Linked DNA regions of Sus scrofa: region 2 is linked to region 1. Evidence: chromatin contacts called from public HiChIP or PLAC-seq data. All regions are on one chromosome and are shown on one strand. The core of a region is the stretch at or near the end of the contact, and the rest is flanking DNA. Distances in the headings are between cores, read along the strand shown.

The links. HiChIP or PLAC-seq counts read pairs in DNA pulled down with a chosen protein or histone mark.
Region 2: a contact with region 1 is called in an H3K27ac HiChIP or PLAC-seq map of alveolar macrophages. The contact joins two enhancer-like sites. A contact is called at or near these places in 1 of 47 Hi-C or Micro-C datasets (embryonic fibroblasts) and 1 of 2 datasets of contacts at active chromatin or transcription factors (alveolar macrophages).

Annotation. Positions count from the first base shown.
Region 1 is chr8:69,770,378-69,775,225 of Sscrofa11.1, forward strand. RASSF6 (ras association domain-containing protein 6) reads right to left here. Exons shown (of 11, transcript XM_005666740.3): 11 at 3,149-4,848. It overlaps LOC102166306 (alpha-fetoprotein-like), which reads left to right. Exons shown (of 14, transcript XM_005666743.2): 14 at 1-3,411. Among named protein-coding and RNA genes, the nearest start is that of RASSF6, 59 kb to the right of the region's middle. Within about 2 kb of position 2,299, at least 1 of the 83 cell types and tissues checked has an H3K27ac peak or open chromatin away from gene starts, as enhancers often do. A contact at or near this core is called in alveolar macrophages, where this site is marked.
Region 2 is chr8:69,980,945-69,985,792 of Sscrofa11.1, forward strand. No RefSeq gene overlaps it. Among named protein-coding and RNA genes, the nearest start is that of AMCF-II, 25 kb to the right of the region's middle. Within about 2 kb of position 2,242, at least 5 of the 83 cell types and tissues checked have an H3K27ac peak or open chromatin away from gene starts, as enhancers often do. A contact at or near this core is called in alveolar macrophages, where this site is marked.

The sequences.
Region 1 (4,848 bases), core at 1,049-3,548:
TGATATACTGCTTGGAGTATTTTTTGATCGGAGAACATGCTTAGTTGATTATAGGGCTCTTGATTTCAGTTTTCCCTCACTCCAGTAATTTCAACCTGTTCATGTACATTTGCAAATTAAATCCAGTGAACACTTTAAGTATCTATTGTGTTCAATACACTGTGCTAGATGCTGCAGGGGATAATATGAATATGCCATGATCCGATCACTAATGAATTTATTCAAGATATAAACACATACGGAATGATAAGAATAGGGAGATTTTGCATTTCCAGTGTCACAAGAGCAGGGCTAACTGATAATGTGGAACACAGGGAACTGAGAGCACATACTGTCACAGTGACCAGGAAAGCTCACGACAGAAGTGATCTGGTCAATAGCTAGAAAATGGCATGGTTTCAACAGATAGATGTAGTAGAGTGTGCACCTGAATGGTGAGGGATTCATTTGGGTGGGTTTTGAGACAAGAACGAAGTATTTGTGGGTGGTAAGACTTAGTGAAAGCCTAGGTTACAATGCCAGGTGGGGACATCCTGCAGCTTATTTATAACAATAGCTAATATTTATCACACATTTCTTATGTGCAAAAGGTCAGCCTTTAAACCTATTATTCCTGTAACTCCTACAGTTGTCTAATGAAGAAGGTATTATTATTCTTATTTTACAAATGAAGACACAAAGAAGGCCATTTGAGGGTTTGTAGTTTAGGATGAGGGCATATATTTTAGAGGTTAATTAAGAGTGTGGATTCTGGAGCTGTAAGTTTCAAACCCTACCTCGATCTGTTGCTAAAGAGCTTAGTAAATCTCCTGACTTCTCCATGGATCACTGTTTTCATCTTTAAAATCAGGTTGAAAGACTAATTTTCTCATGGGAGTGTAAAGAACATTAAATGAGCTGATGTATGTAAGGCACGTAAAATAGTGCTTAGCAAATAGTAAATGCTGTTAGTTTGAACAATATGAAATTGCTGCTTATTTAGGTCAAATATGAACAATTTCAAATGGCTAATAGGTTAGCCATTATTAAAAGAAAAATGGATGCTGTTGAAGGGTTTGCCCTATTGAATTGCATCCTATTCTTTTCCTTCCTTGCACATGTAGATATCTCAATATAATAGATATCGTGCCATCTTTTTGACCTCATCAACTGCTTTGTAAATGGACTTTCCCCTTCACCTCCTGTGGCATATGGAAGTTCCTAGGCTGGGGGTCCAATCGTAGCTGCAACAGCTCATGGCACTCCAGATCCTTAACACACTGAACGAGGCAGAGATTGAACCTAAAGCTAGGGATTGAACGCATGTTCTCATGGATACCAGTAGGGTTTGTTACTGCTGAGCCATGGTGGGAACTCCTCCCCTTCAGCTCTTGAAGTCAATCTGAACAGCCCTAAACAAATTTCCATAGTAATGCTGCCTAAATGAATATTTCACACAGCTTAAAGTTAATAAAATACACCACCATATTGGTGAAAACCATATAGAAAAGATTCCTTATTTCTTTGGCTACTGGATCAAATTTGCGAAAAAGGAGGCATATATATACAAGGAATTTAAAAAACATTTCAGATCATTTATTTGCTCATTCTTTTATTCATTCATTAATTCATTCAGTCCTTTATTCAACCGATTTTTATTGAGCACATCCCATATACAGTATACAATATTAAGAATGGCAAAGTATACAAAGATGAATGGGACAGGTCCTCTATCCCTAATAAATACAACATATTACCTAGAATTGAATTTGAACTAATATATAACTGGTAATGAAATACTTGAACCACCCAAACAATAAATGGTTTTATGACAAAAGTTTATATTCTTATATTATGCAAAGATGACTGAAAGGAATGGATTTTTGTCTCAGAAATTATATCTTATTTATTGCTATATAGCAAATTATCCTGAAATGTAGCAGCATACTATAATATACATTTCTTATCTCACACATTTTCTGAGGATCAGGAATCCAGGAGTGGTTTAGCTGGGTTTTCTGGCCCAGGGTCTCTCATGAAATCGTCGTCAAACTATTAGACAGTGCTGCAGTCATCTGAAGGCTTGACCAGGGCTGGCAGATGACTCACTCACATGGCTGTGGACAGGAGCCTCAGTTCCTTGTTGGCTTTTGGCAGAAATTCTCAGTCCCTATCATTATAAGCCTTTTCCCTGGGCTGCTCTGAACATGGCAGTTGGTTTCCCCCAGAGCAAGCAAACCAAGAGAACAAGCAAGGAGGATGCTACAGTGACTTTTATGACTTAATCTCCAGAGTCCACACACATCACTTCTGCTTTCCTTTGTTCCTTAGAATTAAGTCACTAAGCCCAGCCCTTTGGCAAAGTGAGAAGGATTAGGCTCCATCTCTTGAGAGGAGGAGTATCAAAGACTTTATAGATACATTTTATTTTATTTTATTTATTTTATTTGCTTTTTAAGGCCACATGTCTACATATGGAAGTTACCAGGCTAGGGGTCAAATCGGAGCTGCAGATCCTGGCCTACACCACAGCCACAGCAATGTCAGATCCAAGCTGCATCTGTGACCTACACCACAGCTCATGGCAACACTGGGTCCTTAATCTACTGAGTGAGGCCAGGGATCAAACCTGCGTCCTCATGGATTCTAGTTGGGTTCGTTACCACTGAGCCACAGTGGGAACTCCCCATAGATATATTTTAAAACTACCACAGTAGTGATGTTAATGTCTCATTTGAATATTAAAAATTTTTTTTTTCATCTCGTAGAACTCTATGCTTGCATGTACTTGCTAATTTTTTTTGTGGGTAACTTTTTAATAAAAAATTTTCTATTTCCTTGTTTAAAAAGTAATACATGTTAATTGTAGAATATTTAATAAGTATAGAAAAATACAAAAAATATAAATCACACATAATTCTACAAACCAGGCATAACCACATTTGACATGTTGTTTTGGTTTATAATGTGTATGTACAAATAGTACACACACATATATAAACATATATCTATATATCTCATGGGTAATACATGTTAAAACATTTTAGTGTATATTCTTATCTAGCTACATAGGAGAAATAACTTATAATTAAAATTTGTTTGAAAACAATCCTAAGTGCTTCATAACATGCTATGGGTAAATGTTTCTTTCCTTCTTTAATCTTTTCTATTTTTCGACATTAGACTATTTGCTTCCTTTTATCACAACAAATAATGATCTTGTTTACATAGTGTCTTTATACATCTGAATATTTCCAACATAAGATCCTACAATTACAGGATGAACTTACTACCAAAATTGCTTTCAAGGAACATTATATCTATTTGTATTTTTATCAGCAATTTAAGTTCCTATCACACTGTAATCTGTTGAGTATTTAATATTATACCTTCTTAATTTTTTAATAGACCAAAAAGGATATTTCACTTTCATTTGTGTTTTGTTGCCATGCCAGTTATTTTATCGCCTCTGTGTTCCAAATTGATTCTTTGCTGATGGCTCTGGGAAAACCGATATGGGAGCCTTTAAATTTGTTTCCTTTGCAGCTTACAGATGTCATATTTTGTCAGTAGAGGGCGCTGGAGAAACACTGTAGGAGGAAGTTGGTTTTACAGGATTCCTCAGGGGCTGGTTGGTCAGGCTCAGGGAAGCTTTCTTCCTCCACCGTTTTGCCCAGAGTGGTTTCTCCAGTGCTAGTTGCCTGTAAGGTCCTAGTTAGTAAAGCAAGCTAGTTGCTTGCTTTAGCATTTGTTCCCCCATCCCCTTTTCCAGCTTTTGATTTGGTTTGTGGTGGCACAGCCTGAAGCCAGTACAGGCCTGTGTCCTAGCTTAAGTCATTACTCTCCATACCTTCTCAACTTGGTGCTCGCAGCCCCTGCAGCTTCCAGTCCTAGTGGCATGGCAGCAGTGCCCCTGACTCCATCTGTGTGGCTACTCTTCAGCCTCAGCTTGCCTGTGCCCCCAGACTTTGTTTCCTGCAGACCTCTGGACAGAGACATTATGCGATGTGGCCTTATGCCTGCAGAGAAGCCCCAAGCCCCTCTGCAAACCTGCCACTTGCTCCACACCCCAGGGGGTTGTTCCTGTTTGCCCTATGACTGTGGCCCTCTTGTATCCTGGGAACCCAGAGGCCATGTCCTCCATCAAAAAGGCTGCAAACACACCTTCTCAAGTGAATTCTGAACTCTTTACTTCAAGCTTTTCCTTTATGGGTATTCTTCTCAGCCTTGGGGTACACCTTAGGGTTCTCTCTTTTTATAGTTGTCCTCCTATCATCACAGCTAAATAATTATTTATATTAAACTTTCTCTCTTTAAATGATCATGTGGTTTCTGTCTCTTAATTAGACACAGACTAATACAACTGATCACTATTATGATACAAATTTTTTTCACATATTTAGTAGCCATTTGCTTTTCCTCTTCTGTGATTTTACTTTTCATGCTTTTTTTCTTCTATCCAAGCTTGGCATCTTACTTATGTACTTTGTAGATTTTGATATGTTCAAGATGAACTTTTTGTCATGTTTATGGCAGATACTTGATACAACTTTAAATAAATATACTGAATTTTAACCATTACATTTGCTTTACTTTAGTGAAATGAAATTTTGTTATTAACCGAGAGAGGAACAGATAAAGATGCAAGCCTCTGTTTTATTGAATAAAGGATATTTCCTAGGTCTGAAAAGGTTATAGTACATTTTTACTTTCATCCTGTTTAGGATCAGATGATACTGAGAAGTAATACCTTTGTCTTAAACATATTTCATATTTTGTTTATGTAGTTACGGAGTTTACTACATGATATATGTACACACACTGTAGATCCCTTATCTCATGGTATGTATAATGCAATCAAACAATTTA
Region 2 (4,848 bases), core at 992-3,491, 210 kb after region 1:
CAGTTTATATGAGAAGTTGTCTTTTTAGCATTAAAAATTAATTCCTAATATAACATCAACAGACACTTAGAATACTAATTCCCAAACAACATATACTTTTCTGTGTCATCAATCATCCAGTGAAGATGAATGACAGTGTACTTTCCTGGGTTTTACTCCCAAAGTTTTTTTTTTTTTTCTTTCTTGGCCACACCCATGGCATGCCAAGTTCCTGGGCCAGAGATTGAATCTACCCCACAACAGTGACAATGCCAGATCCTTAACTCACTGAGCCACCAGGGAAATTCTATTCCCTAAGATTTTGCTTGGATGAGTTTGTGGTACAGCTCTGAAAAATGACTATACATTATAAAGTCCCATGGGGATTCTGATGTGTAACTAAGATATAGAACTATTAAGGGGTTGATTCTCTCTTTATTCTATACTCATTTCCATGAGGAACCTAATCCAATTTCTTAAATGTCATCCTTGTGATGATCACCCCCAAATGTATATAACTTAAGCCAAACCTCTCTGCTGAACTATGTACCATTCTATGCAACAATCTAATACTTTATATCTTTAACTTGGGTGATTTAATAGGAATTTCTAACATTAGCAAGACCAACATAAAATTTTAAATCCAAAGCCACTCCCCTACCAATCTTCTTCTTGAGTTGCCCATCTCAATGATGGCAGTTTCATGCTTCCACCTGCTTCCTCCTGTCAACCTCAAAGCCATCCTTAATACATCATATATCTCATGCCAAACATCCAATTCATTAGCAAGTCCTGTCAGCTCTACCTTTCAAAGACACCCCCAACCTAAGGACTTCTCACTACTAACAAAGCCTTCATCATCTTGCACATGAACTTTTGTAAATCCCTTTGCACTGGTTCCATTTCATCTTTGTTTTCCTTCCTATGTTCTATAACACAGAATGCATGGTAAACCTTGAAAAAGAGAGATCATTTCATTCTTCCATTCAGAAATCCTCCAAGTGGCTTTATAATTCACCTACAGGAAATTCAAAGTTCTCCTCATATCCTATAAGGCACAAATCCTCCAACTTTATCACCTGTAACTGCTTCTTACTAATAATGCTCAGCCACATGGGTCCTTAAATATACCATCAAATTCCTGTCTTGGGATCTTGGCACCTGCTATTCTGTCCAGCACTCTATTTTTCCTAGAGCTTGTAAGGTTTGCCCATCACTTCTTTAGTGTTTTGCTCAAATATAATTGTATTAGAGTCCTTCATAGGTCACTCTATATAATATATATAAATGTTTATAAATATATAACATATATATTATAAATGTTAATATTAATATATATATTCACACACACACATTTTGTCAACAGTCACTGCCAATATAATGATTGTTCCTTGAGAGAAAAACTTCATTTGGTTTATTGCCATAACCTTAAAAGATGGGAGCATTTCTCAGTAAATACTCAATTAACATTGGACAAATAAATGAATGGCATGAAAAAGAAGAGATGGTGAGACAGACATGGAAAAATGGAAGGGGATGGGTGACAAGAGCATGAAAACCTCACAGTGGCATCTCTGACACATCTGTCTGCCATTGACAATGGTCAAATCCCATCCTCCTTGGCAGGTAAAGTTGTGCATATATAAACTGCCTGCTCCTGTCAGGCAGCGGTTACCTATGTTGACTCTGCTGTCAGATAGCCTGATTTTGAACACCAGTTTTACCACATTCCTGTGTGATTTTAATCAAGTCACTCGACTTCTCCAAAATCATATACACTTATCCAAAAATAGACTAAATGCATTTAGGGGGAGGATTAAATGAAGATAATTTATAAAATGTACTTGGCACAAAGTAGTTGCCATCACTATCAGCTATTGTTTATTATTATCTCATAGGACAGGGCTGGCTAGTGATGGGGAAATGAGAAAAAGAGAAAATGAGTGGGTCAGAAGGGCCAAGACACTGGGCTTAGACTGCTGAGGATATTCAGATAACCAAGGTCTTGTTCACCTGTTAAAATACTTATCTAGAGCAAGAGGTAAGTAAGACATCAAAACTAGAACAATCTTTCTAGTTTTGACCTAGAATTCAAGAATAGAGGTAAGGCATAATCAGGTCAAATGCAAGATGAAAAGAGGAAGGTAGTTGAGAAAAAAAACAAAAAAACTGATTCAGCAGCGGATTTGGTGCGTCATTTTACACCACATCCTGTTATTTCTGTAGGCAGTGGACCCATATCATGTGTCCCAGGATAGTTAGGACTAACTTACTCAACAGCAGTAGCCATTGCCAGAGGCAACCAACCACCCTTTTAGTCAATGGCCGTCAAGTGATGTAGAAAAATACAAATGAGCAATCTCTTTATAATCCCAGCATTTGGAGAAATGATAGATTAACCACAGCATTATGGAGATATAAAATCATATTTCTGTATTCAATCACACTAATAAAGAGATCAAAAATTCTGTAAGAAAATGTTTTTTATATATTCACTCTATTTCAATTTTCTCCCCATTTTCCTAATATACTTATAGCTTTAATAGGTTGGTAAATCTCCTAAATATTAAGTCACATCCAATCACACCATGGAAGTCTTCTGTGATCCATAAGCCTGTTTGGATACATTTGAGTCAATTCATGAGTTCAATATATACCAACACATTAAATGCTAACATTTGTATCACAGGCAACCAGATTGATGAAAACTCCCTCAGAAATGACTGCAGACAGGGAAATGTGCAGTTGGGCATTAATGCTGTTTGTGGTGGAGCTCCTTGATTTGACTCTCCAACTTCTCATACTGCTAAATCAACAGACAGCTCATTCTTACTCTGTCATTAAGTATGAGGGATTTTCCAAAAACCCCAATAATAGATCAGTTGATCAGTAACAAATGAATCCGTAAGTCAGATACCGAAAGAGAAAAAGTCTCATTGCTGTATGTGAAACAAATGTTTCAATGTAAAATTCAACATTTAAATTGCATCCGCTGTGGGTCCCTGGGGAAGGGCATCTGCTCTGGAGATGAGTGGAATGAAGGTCTTAGAAAGTCTCCCTCTAAGCATGTCCGGCCACAGAGAAAGCTTTTCTAAACTTCTTGAGGTGAACAACTGTGGTTTAAATGAAAGAACCATCCACCAACTGGAGCTGGGGCCGGATGAGGTCTGGCCCCAGCCATAGAGCTGAGTGGATCAACTCCTCAGGCAGGTCTTTCTGAGAAAAGAAGAGGACAAAGAAAGAAGTGAATGGGGTTGCCTTGATGACAGATAAGGAGGGAAAGTCTCTAGCATTCTTTAACTCCTCACAAAAGGCAAAGACTTTGAGGAAGAACAGTACAAAAGGCAGACATAGGAGTACCCATCATGGCTCAGAGGCAACAAACCCAACCAGTAACCATGAGGACACACGTTCAATCCCTGGCCTCACTCAGTGGGTTAAGGATCCTGTGTTGCCATGAGCTGTGGTGGAGGTCACAAGACGTGACTTGGATCTGGCATTGCTGTGGCTGTGATGTAGGCTGGCAGCTGCAGCTCCTATTTGACCCCTAGCCTGGGGACTTCCACATACCACAGGTGTAGCCCCCCACCAAAAAAAAAAGGACATGAGACACATTGCCAGGCCTGTTTATCTATAGGCAGTGCTATTCTGGATCCTGATAAATCAAATATAACTGGGGCAACTTCTCCACTGACAGAAAGAACCACACTGAAAATGGTTTGGGAATGAGGAAGGGTATAAGTTCATGAGTATCTCTAAGGAATAGCAGAACTTTGTAACACAATAACATTTAACCTTCCAAACATCCACCTAGCCTAGCCTTGCTGCCTATGTTAAAGGTCTTAGACATTGTGTGTTTCAGGGTCTTATGATGTCTTAGATAGAGGAGGAGAAAGAAGTCACATTTCCCCATTTCAGATATCACTGTCCCTAGATAGAATCAGTGAGGCACCCTTCCCATGTCTTCCACACTGTGAACAAGAGGCTCTATAAACTGAGAGAACTAAAAGGTTCATATTGACCCCTCCTATATCTACTGGTCTTGACAGGACACCTAGAGATGATGTTGTAGCTGTTAGACCACTTTTCTCACATCAGATCCCTTAGGTGAATATGTAGTGGGAGGCTTGAGTTTTGTGGGAACCGTCCAAGGTGTCAGAGAAGAAAGAGCATCGGGACTAACATGTAAGTTGGTACCAATGATCATCAAATTTTAAAAACCAAAAAGGGAGTTCCCGTTGTGGCTCAGCAGGTTAAGGACCCGATATTGTCTCTGTGAGGATGCGGGTTTGATCCCTGGCCTGGCTCAGTGGGTTAAGGATCCAGCGTTGCCACAAGCTGCAGCGTAGGTCACTGAGTAGCTCCAATGTGGTGCGGCTGTGGCCGGCAGCTGCAGTGCCTGTTCAACTCCTAGTCTGGGAACTCCCATGTGCTGCAGATGCAGCCCTAAGAAGACAAAAAAAAAGAAAACCAAAAAGAAGAAAATTTCCTCTAGCTAGAAGGCCCAGGGTTTTGTTTGGTTTTGTTTTGTTTTATTTAGCTTTTTAGGCAGACTTCTTTGACATTTTGGTTATAGTTCAGAACCAGTGATTAGATAAGTCTTAATGTTCATGGCAGAATCCAATGTATCAAAAACTGTGATTGTAGTTACAGGACTGTATCTTTCTGGTAGGGGCTAAATCATTCTAGAGAAATACAGACAAAACAATCAGTAAAGAAAGAAACTGATACAAATCTGTTGAAAACAGTCCTCCTATAGAAGTTGTTCAATGACAAAAGATCACTGATACCTCGGAGACTCTGGCCTGAGTATTAAAGGATAGTGAATGACTATTTGGAGTTTGGAGAAGAGAAGGAAAGAAAATAAAC